Linked DNA regions of Hordeum vulgare: regions 1 and 3 are each linked to region 2. The links are chromatin contacts, called in public Hi-C maps. All regions are on one chromosome and are shown on one strand. The core of a region is the stretch at or near the end of the contact, and the rest is flanking DNA. Distances in the headings are between cores, read along the strand shown. Region 1 holds the start of LOC123404569. Region 2 holds the start of LOC123403794 (bidirectional sugar transporter SWEET2a). Region 3 has its middle 12 kb from the start of LOC123405975.

Evidence for each region. Hi-C and Micro-C count contacts between places; a contact is called where the count stands out from the background.
Region 1: a Hi-C map of leaf shows a contact between it and region 2, with 4 times the contacts expected there. The contact joins the promoter of LOC123404569 here to the promoter of LOC123403794 in region 2. A contact is called at or near these places in 3 of 6 Hi-C or Micro-C datasets (leaf and seedling) and 1 of 1 datasets of contacts at active chromatin or transcription factors (embryo).
Region 3: a contact with region 2 is called in a Hi-C map of leaf, with 2.7 times the contacts expected there. The contact joins the enhancer-like site here to the promoter of LOC123403794 in region 2. A contact is called at or near these places in 2 of 6 Hi-C or Micro-C datasets (leaf and seedling).

What each region holds. Positions count from the first base shown.
Region 1 is chr6H:117,879,594-117,882,398 of MorexV3_pseudomolecules_assembly, forward strand. It overlaps LOC123404569, which reads right to left and starts at 1,253. Exons shown (of 1, transcript XM_045098507.1): 1 at 1-1,253. The coding sequence starts at 1,064. LOC123404576 (autophagy-related protein 11) reads right to left here. Exons shown (of 5, transcript XM_045098514.1): 5 at 2,321-2,805. The coding sequence ends at 2,537.
Region 2 is chr6H:117,669,840-117,672,880 of MorexV3_pseudomolecules_assembly, forward strand. LOC123403794 (bidirectional sugar transporter SWEET2a) reads right to left here and starts at 1,590. Exons shown (of 7, transcript XM_045097710.1): 1 at 1,330-1,590; 2 at 1,154-1,190; 3 at 835-1,051; 4 at 585-743; 5 at 279-398; 6 at 55-172. The coding sequence starts at 1,387. The coding sequence ends at 59.
Region 3 is chr6H:117,437,524-117,440,570 of MorexV3_pseudomolecules_assembly, forward strand. No RefSeq gene overlaps it. Among protein-coding and RNA genes, the nearest start is that of LOC123405975, 12 kb to the left of the region's middle. Within about 2 kb of position 1,443, at least 2 of the 3 cell types and tissues checked have open chromatin away from gene starts, as enhancers often do. A contact at or near this core is called in leaf, where this site is marked.

The DNA of each region.
Region 1 (2,805 bases), core at 3-2,502, 210 kb after region 2:
GCAGCGCGGAGCGGGACCATGGCCGCTCTGCGGAGGCGCTGGCGCGCGCGGTAAGCGTAGTGCGCGTCCGGGAGGTCGTCGCCGAGCTCCGACGACGAGCCCCTGGGGAAGAGCCGCCGCGCGATGGCCTCGCAGAGGAGGGTGGAGCGGTCGTAGGACGAGTCCAGCGACGGGCACCACTTGGCCGCGAGCGAGAAATGCTTGACATCGCCGACAGACAGCTTGCGCATGTCCTCCGCGAGGAGCTCGGCGAACAGGTCGGCCGTGCGGTCGTGCAGGAACCGGTACGTGGAGTCGCGGCTGTACATGTCCAACACCCTCGCCGCGGCCCCCGCCCTCTTGGCCCGGCGCGACACGGCGGCCGCGGCCGCGAGCTTCCGGTCACGCTCCAGGCTGGCCGCGACGCGCTCCTCCGACGCGCCGACGCGGTCCTCCCTGCGCCCCTTGCCGCCGCCAGAGCCGCTCCGGCGTCCTCTGCCCCGCCCGCGGCGTAGGAACCATCCGCCCTCGGCCTCGAGGCGGGCCTTCTTGCCGGGGGTCCTGGTGGACTTGCCGCCGTGCACGATGCGGTGGAGCAGCTCGGGCAGGTCCTTGAGGTAGCCGAAGGCGGCGACGGAGGCGGCGTTGCGCGCGAGCGTGGCCGGGTGGCGGGCGTGGAGCCAGAGCGCGGCGGCGTAGAAGCCCTCGCGGTCGGACTTGCCGGAGCCCCGCACGCCGCGGAGGTTGGCGACGAGGCGGAGCGCGGTGACCGGGTCGGCGGCCCAGGCCGCGGCGAGCAGAGAGGCGACGGACGCGGCCGGCGTGCCGGGCACCACGTGGAAGAAGAAGTCGAGGCAGGGGTCCCCCGAGGACACGAACGTCGGCGAGGAGTTCTCCGTCAGCGCCTTCCCCTTCCCGTCCGTCTTCATCTCCGTCTCCATGTTGAAGCTGGCGTCCAACAGGTCCACGAACGTCGGCGAGGAGTTCTCCGTCAGCGCCTTCCCCTTCCCGTCCGTCTTCATCTCCGCCGCCGCGCCCAGTGCGGTCGCAGCCTCCGGCGGTCCGACCAGGGTGAAGCCGGCCATCGGAATCGGCGGAGTTTCTGAAGTAGTCACTCACTGTCAGTCTGTCACTCGGTCGGTCCTTTTCTCTTCTGCGAGCGAGTTCTGGATGGGGTCGGGCTCTTCGGGCGGGCTTGCGTGGAGGAGGAGAATGGTGGCGAGTGGAGTTATATGCAGCGGGCAGCAGGTTCCGTGGCAGGCAAGGATGGGGTTAAGGTCGGTGTGATCAATGAACCGACTAGAACTTGCCTCTCGTGTTCCTCGTTGAGGAGTTTGCTTTCTCGGTAGCGGCCACGTCGCATCGTGACTTATGGGCGTGCCAACTGTATGCCATCACTTGTTTTGTGGCAAGTCGTCAGAGCAGTTCAGACGAGAATTAGTAGGCCCTGTTACTTGAGCTCCACTCCGGGGTGCCTTTCTTAGGCATCATCTTCTTATTATTATTGTAATATCAGTAGATTATCTTTGCCAGGGCCGGCGACCTTGACTTGCTTCTTGGATGTTCAAGAGGAATTGTTTGCAAAGGCAGGCGATAGCACCAAATTCAAGTTGATGAAGATCATGTTTGGGCTAGCACGGTATGGGGATCAATTAATTTTCTTTCTTTGATGGGCATGCATTCAATACAAACAGGAATTCACAAACAAAAAGAAGATTTCCTAGCAATGGAAGTTGGGATACATCTATCTCTTCTGAGCAACCTTTTTCAAATTCTTAAGACCATTATTGCATCTTCTGAATTCTTAAAACCATTTTTGCAACAGGATATACCATGCTCAAGGTGAAACAGTGTTGGGAACCAGAGAAAACAAATTGGCACAATATTGAGAATGACGTTTTGGAGGCCGAGCACCATAAAGGCCTTTATTTTTAAAAAATTCAAATTCAAATTTTTATGGTTTAAAAAATTCTGAAAAAAATATATGCATGTATGTAAGGATGTAACGACATGTGTGTAAAATTTCAGGTCAAAATACTTTAAAACGTGATCTGTATAAAAAAGACAAATTCATGGTCTGAAATGATGAATAGTAACATGTGTTAAACAGCCTCAGATTTGTCTTTTTTGCACAGCCCTCATTTCAACGTATTTTGTTCTGAAAATTTACACACTTGTGTATTATACCTTCATTTATCTATGTTTTTTTTTAAAAAAAATTTGAAACATTAAAATACAAATTTTCACTGAATTTGAAGTTTGAATTTAAAGGCCTCCAGTTAGCTCGGGAGCCAAAAGCAATAAACGCGCAATATTTTACTAGTACTATCATTCAGTCTCCTTGAACGAACCAAGATGATAATAACAGCAGTGGCCGAGTCATATTTACAGACGAATCCGAGCATTATGTACACAAGGCAGCAGGCAAATGCAGACGAACCAAATGAGCAAACCATAAATAAATTTTAAACAAGTGGCTGTATATTTACAGTTGAGGGTTTTTTCTCCCTTCATTTCAGCAGCCATGGCTAGGCAGGATCAGGAAGGTGTTATTGCTTCAACGGACAGCTGCAGCAGTGTCAGGCAACATCGCCACCGTCACCACGAAGTACTCGCGGCCCGCCGGCAGGCCGTAGGGGTTGCTGTTCGGCGCAGACCGCCGGTGGCTGCCAGGGCGCGGCGAGGCTTCGTTCTGGTCGGCGTGCTTCACCGCGCGCCGCTCAATGTGCACGATCTGGCCGATTATGTAGGCAGGCTGCCGAGGAAGGTGGGGCTCCGTAAACAGGGCCACCGACTCCTCAGAGAGGAAGTAGTTCGACCGGCTCC
Region 2 (3,041 bases), core at 340-2,839:
AATCCGCGTATAAGAGTATAAATAGATTTTCAAGCTCAACCTTGTTTATCTTGCCTGCTCATGTATGTGTGACTAGTAATGGCCGTCTGGCTTCGTCTCTCGACCCTTTTCTGTAGTACGCATATAACAACAGCTGTACGACACCTAAGACTGTGCCAACGCCATTGGGAACCTGTAATTGGCAAACCAACAAGAAAGAAGGGCCAAACAGAAAATGATGTTAGGCATCCATCCCTCCAATCAAAAGCCCTGATCAGCAATAGAAAACAGGATCTTACATATATGAAGAAGTCATCCAGAAGCGCCCCGTATGCGAAAAATGACACACTCATCAGGGACATCGATAGGGACAAATAAAATGGCATGTACTCCACGCTCTTGGTCCTGATCACCAAATTCTGTCAAAACACAAGAGCAAAGTTCAGTATCGACTATACATTTTGAATAACAAACATGGTAAGATGAGATCAACAACGCCAACCCCATCAAACCTACAGTATTAAGGAGCAATTATACACCAGAAGATGTGGTTATGCAATACAGGTTTGAGTTAGTTATAAAGCAGGGAATGATTGAGGACTCACAATGATGGACAGAGGGGAGGCGAACATGAATATGAGGGACGCCACGCTGAGATAGCCGACGAATGTTCGCCGAGGCTTGTGATCAAACAGCGCCATACTGACATACACAATCAGGCCGAACACACAGAACACCCCTGCCAGCAGCACCAACACCTTGAGCTGCAGCAAGAAAGTAACCACATCAGCCATTCAGTCAAACTTAGAGATGCAGGCAGGGCAGCAAAGGGCAAGTGGTGGGTAGGGTACCGACCCTCTTCTTGGCGTCGGCGTAGGCGATGAAGACGGCGGTGTATGCAAGCTGGAAGACGGCGCCGATGGTGTTGACGGTGGCGACCAAGACGACGCCGTAGGAGACGAAGGGGAGGGCGTACCACATGCAGACCAGGCAGTTCAAGAGCGAGTAGATGTAGGGCGTGGCCGAGAATTGCTCCGTCGACCCATTCCGGACGATCCTCCTGAATGTCGGCCTGAGATCGACAGAGACCAATCAGATCGTCTCGGAGCGATTCGAGCCGAGGCAAGAAGAAATGAAATCGGGCTGAAATCGAAAGGGGGACGGGCGGGCTTACAGCGGGGAGATGAAGAGCACAAACGCAAAGATGTTCCCTGGAAGAAGATTAAGAGTAAAGAGAAGACGGCGGTCAAGAACTGGCCGAACCAAATCTAGGCATCTTCTCCACGACGACGACGACGACAGCAGAGGTCTAAGAAGCAGAGCGAAGGGAATGGTGGTAGCGGTGCTCACCTGCAATTCCTGCCCCATAGCAGCAGAGCTCGTGGTAGGAGGAGCCCGGAGAAGCCATCAATGCAAGGGGAAGAGAGGATCCCGATCCCAGCTGCTCCCGGCTGCCGGCTCCCTCCGATCCCCGCTCGCTCCTCGAGCAGATGCTTTGTATCCTTTTTTTTATTACGTGACAGCAGACGCTTGAGCGTGGGTTCTTTCTTTTCGGAGCAGGAGCAGCTCCACCTCCACCACCACCACCACCACCACGGGGGAAAGAGCTGGCCCGGCTTCTCCTCCTCATATCACGGCACCACCCCTTGCGTTGAATCAAAAGAAAAATAAACACGTGGAAATGGAAGGTGGATATCCTGCGATTTTATTCCTCAGAGTCGCTCGGTCGGGGATGTTGACGGCCGGCTCGGCCCGGTCTAATCCATTGCCATGGCACGTACGACGGTGCAACATGGGAGGCGCGGCCTCATCCGACACGCCACGCGCGCGTGGACGCCGTGGACCTCGCCCCGGTGACGACGGCGGCGCAGCTGACATTTTGCTCCAACAGACCCTGATATCCAGCGAACGGTCGCTAGGAAAAATGGTTTGCGAACGTTTTGGCTGTCATTTATTTGTGTTTATGGAGACAAGTCAACTAATCCACATCATTTCCATGTAACCGTTCATGCAACAAATATACATAGTATTTCGTTTTTAGGCCCATGCAAATAATTTGTATGTACTTCGGGTATATTTTTGTCAAGTTTCCTTCGGACATCCTGATAAGACTGTTTTTTTTAAATAACAAATTTCAATAATGTATACCATAATTCTGAAATTTCACTTATATTACCTGATTGCCCTCGTGTATGCTAAAGAGGAACTCTTCCTTCTTTCTTGACCGAGGAGGCTCTCTTCGGGTAGGGCAAGACTGAAGTAGTCTCTTAATTTTAAACTTGACCAAAAAATGGCATTTCTGGACCGAAGAGCACTATTTGTTGGTCCATTCACCAGAGAGATTATCTTCGGCTTAGCCTAGGCCGAAGAGGACTATGTCCTCTCGACGTCGTGCTCTCTCTCTCTCTCCCTCGCCCCCTCAGTTGATTTTGTGCCACATAATTGTGTGAGGAAAACCTTCTAGTAAATCATTCAAACCTGACTTCAACTCTCATTGCACAACTAATGTATACTGAGATAGTGAGGAAAAAATACATGGAAGCAAAGCACATCCTGACAACAGTTAAAAGCAGTTGGAAGTACAACATTCCTTATGGAAAGGCTTGGAGGGCTAAGCAGAAGGTGATGGAGGAAAGGTTTGGACGTTCATAGACTCCTATGATAATGGTGTCTGTCTCCTTCACACATTGAAAGAAAGAAATTCGGACACTTATGTTGACATACAACGCTTCTTCATGCCTAATATATCAGATTTTAAGGTGTCGCAAGTATTCTTCTCTTTTTTCTTTATGCATCGAAGCTTTCTAACATTATCGTTGTTGGAGATATGTCGTAGAGGCACTCATGTGATGATGATATTTTCCTATGTATTCATGAGTTACTAATTGTGGTGTCCTTGAACATCATCAATGATATGTATCAATAAGTATGTTAATTGTATGTGAAAATATGTATTGTATGACTAGCGTTCTAATTGTCCGTAGTTGATAAGGTTATGCAGACACGTTTCCTTTGACTAATATATGATTCGTTTGAGGACTATGTTTCATGGGTCATGGGCA
Region 3 (3,047 bases), core at 193-2,692, 230 kb before region 2:
GGTACGACTATGAATACGTACGTATAAAGCACCAGAAGTATTATCAGTGAACAGGGGATATAAAAAGGATCTATATTTTTTTTTTTCATTTTCGTTTTTTGAGGGAGTCTAAGGATCTGTTATGCAAATGTAACATTTTTTAAACTAATTGCAAGAGGGCAAGATTGAATTGAATAACTAATTGCAAGTCTAACAAGTTTTACTGTTATATGCATATGTCAGGTTCAGATATTTGGCGATGAAATAAATACTAGAGCATCATGCCTAACCGATAGTAAAATGAGGGAAGTCACAGGGTTACCGAGGCAGGAGAGGGGCTTTACTTACGCGGCGGCGGTAGGAAGAGAATGTAGAGAGAAGGTCCCAGCAGCACCCCGACACTGAGAGCATATTGATGAGCCCCCAGTATCCCATTTGGGGGCCGTGGACGAGAACTTGCAGGCCAGACAGTAGATTTAGCAGAACAAGGGCAGCGTAGAAAGCTAAGAGGGGGATGGGGGGCTTCGCAAGGAAGAGAAAGCACATGTCCAAGAGGCCACCCAAGACCCCCAGGACGTTGGAAATCTCCCACAAGAGGGTGGTCGGGACGCTGGATATGAGCGCGAAGGCGCTCGAGAGGAGGTTAAATACCTGGAATCCCGAGTACAGCCGCCGGAAAATCCTTGTGATCCTGATCCTCGAACGGGCCATGGCTGCCTCCCGCCCGCCGAGAGGAGGAAGACGGTCGTGCTGCCTTCCGCCCGCCGAGAGAAGGAAGACGGTCGTGCTGCCTTCCGTCCGACGAGACGATCGTGCAGGGCAGGAAGGGGGCGTGGGGATTGTAGGGAGATTAGGGCAAGGGGGGCGAAGATGAGCTCGAGAGATTAGGGCAAGGGGGGCGAAGATAAGAGAGATTAGGGCCGGCGATGCAGGAGCCGACGGTATAATTATGATTCTCATCTCACCGAGATCGACTCGAACTCGGATTCGTAGGTCGGTGATCGCCGGAATCTTGTATGTAAGTTTTCGAATTAATTCGAAATCCGGTGACTCGTACCTGGGATAATAAGCTGGCTAAAGGCTAGCGCCGCCGCAGCTGCTGCGCCTCCCCGCCGGCTCCTCCGGCATATCCTCCGGCGCCGCCGAATCTCGCCCCGCGGCCGCGGCCATGCCACCGCAGCTGCTGCGCCTCCCCGCCGGCTCCTCTGGCATATTCTCCTCGGACGCCGAATATCCCCGCGATGCAGCCGGCCCTCTCGTTGAGCGCCGCCTGCGGGCTCCTGCTCCTGGAGTGGAGTCTATGGCGACTGTCAGGAGCCAAGTGCGGCGCTGTCTGATTTTAACTGAATATACTTCAGCGAGAGAAAGGGGGGAAGGCGTAAAGAAACAGGGGAGAAAGCGTAACGCACTAACAACTAGTAACAGCGAACGTTAGGATCATCGGACGGTCACGATGCAAATTATCATGGGCACCGGCGTGCCCGCCTAAAATTGGGTCGGTTGCACCGCAGCCCCATGATATACCTGCGGACAGGTGTCAGATCTTCTACTTTTGTTGTCTTCTTCCTCCCTTCCTTTCTTTCCTGCACACGAGGGGCGCACCAAGACTGCACATGAGAGAATCGCCCCCCCCCCCTCCCCCCTGAGCGACCCCCAACGCCATTGACCTCGCCAGCTTGCCGTCGGTCGCCATTCAAGATCCTGAATAGCCGCAGTTCTAGGAGCCCCATGGTTGCAACAAAAGATCCCAACGTCGGTGGAAGCTTCCCTTGCAGCCCATTGTAGCAACAGAAATCGTGTGTCATCGTTGCTGGACATGCTCATCGTCGCCTGGTTGCAACAAAATCACAACATCGTCCTTGTCGTCCGCACTTCGTTGTCGCTGGTTGTAGCAAACTTGGACGTCGGTTGTAGCTTTCCTGCTGCTGGTTGCAACAAAAAAATCACAGCATCCTCGTTGTCGGCCACCATCCACACTTCGTTGTCGCTGGTTGTAGCAATATGGGCGTCAGTTGTAGCTTTTCTGTTGCCAATTGCAGCAAAAAGCACAACACTGAAGCCGCCGGCCACACTTCATTGTGATGGTTGTAGCAAATCTCGATGTTGGTTCCAGCATCTCCGACATACGCTTCCAGCAAAATGGGAAGCTGGTTCCAGCACCAGTGCCCCCCCCCCCCCCCCGCGATGACGACTTCTCATGTCTCGATTTAGCTTGAGCAAAATCCGATTGCAACTTTGCCACTGATGGTTGTCGCTCATGTGGCACCCGGTTGTAGCTTTCGATGTGTGCTAGTTCCAGCATGGTCGTTGTCGTGGGTATAAGCCTGACAGTAGATGTGTAGGGTACGAATGAGATGGGCAGAGTCCTAGCTACGGCGAGGTTGTATGAGTTGAGGCCCCTCTACGGTGGAGGTAATAGCCCTACGTCTCAGTGCTCTCGGAGCTTGTTACCGAGTGTAATATGGAGTACAATGTTTTTCTAACCCTTTTACCAGTGGGGGAGGGCGGCTTATATAGAGTGCGTTGCCCTCCACAACGGTTCTGATTCAAGGGTGGAGTAGTGGCGATTGAATGCATGCGTTACAGGTAACGTATGCTATAAATGCTAGTAAATGCACCCGGAAACGTACGGCAGTTTCCCTCCAGAGAGGTTACCACGCACCGAGTGTATCCAGTCGGTAGGCCCGGTGTCCTCCGAGTGTTAGTCTCCGACTGGATGATTCTGGGCCTGTTACCGACTGGATGATGGGGGTACCTTACTTCAGTCGGGCATACTTAAGGTCATGTCCCTTGTGTGGGGTAGTCCTTGGGTAGGACCTGTAGGACAGGCCTATGACCCTACCCTAGGACTATGACCCCATCATTAGTCCCCGAATGGATTGGGGTTGAAACGTCAAAGCAGTGCTCGAGGTTCAGATCTGACTGGACTAGGTTCGGCTTGGGCGTTGCTTGCCTCTATCCATTTTATCTCTCCTGACCCATGGTCCGAGTGGATGTGTTTTGCGAAAACAGACTGTCGGGAATCGAGTGCTTTCGCGGCATCTTTTGACGTGACCAGTCAACTGGCA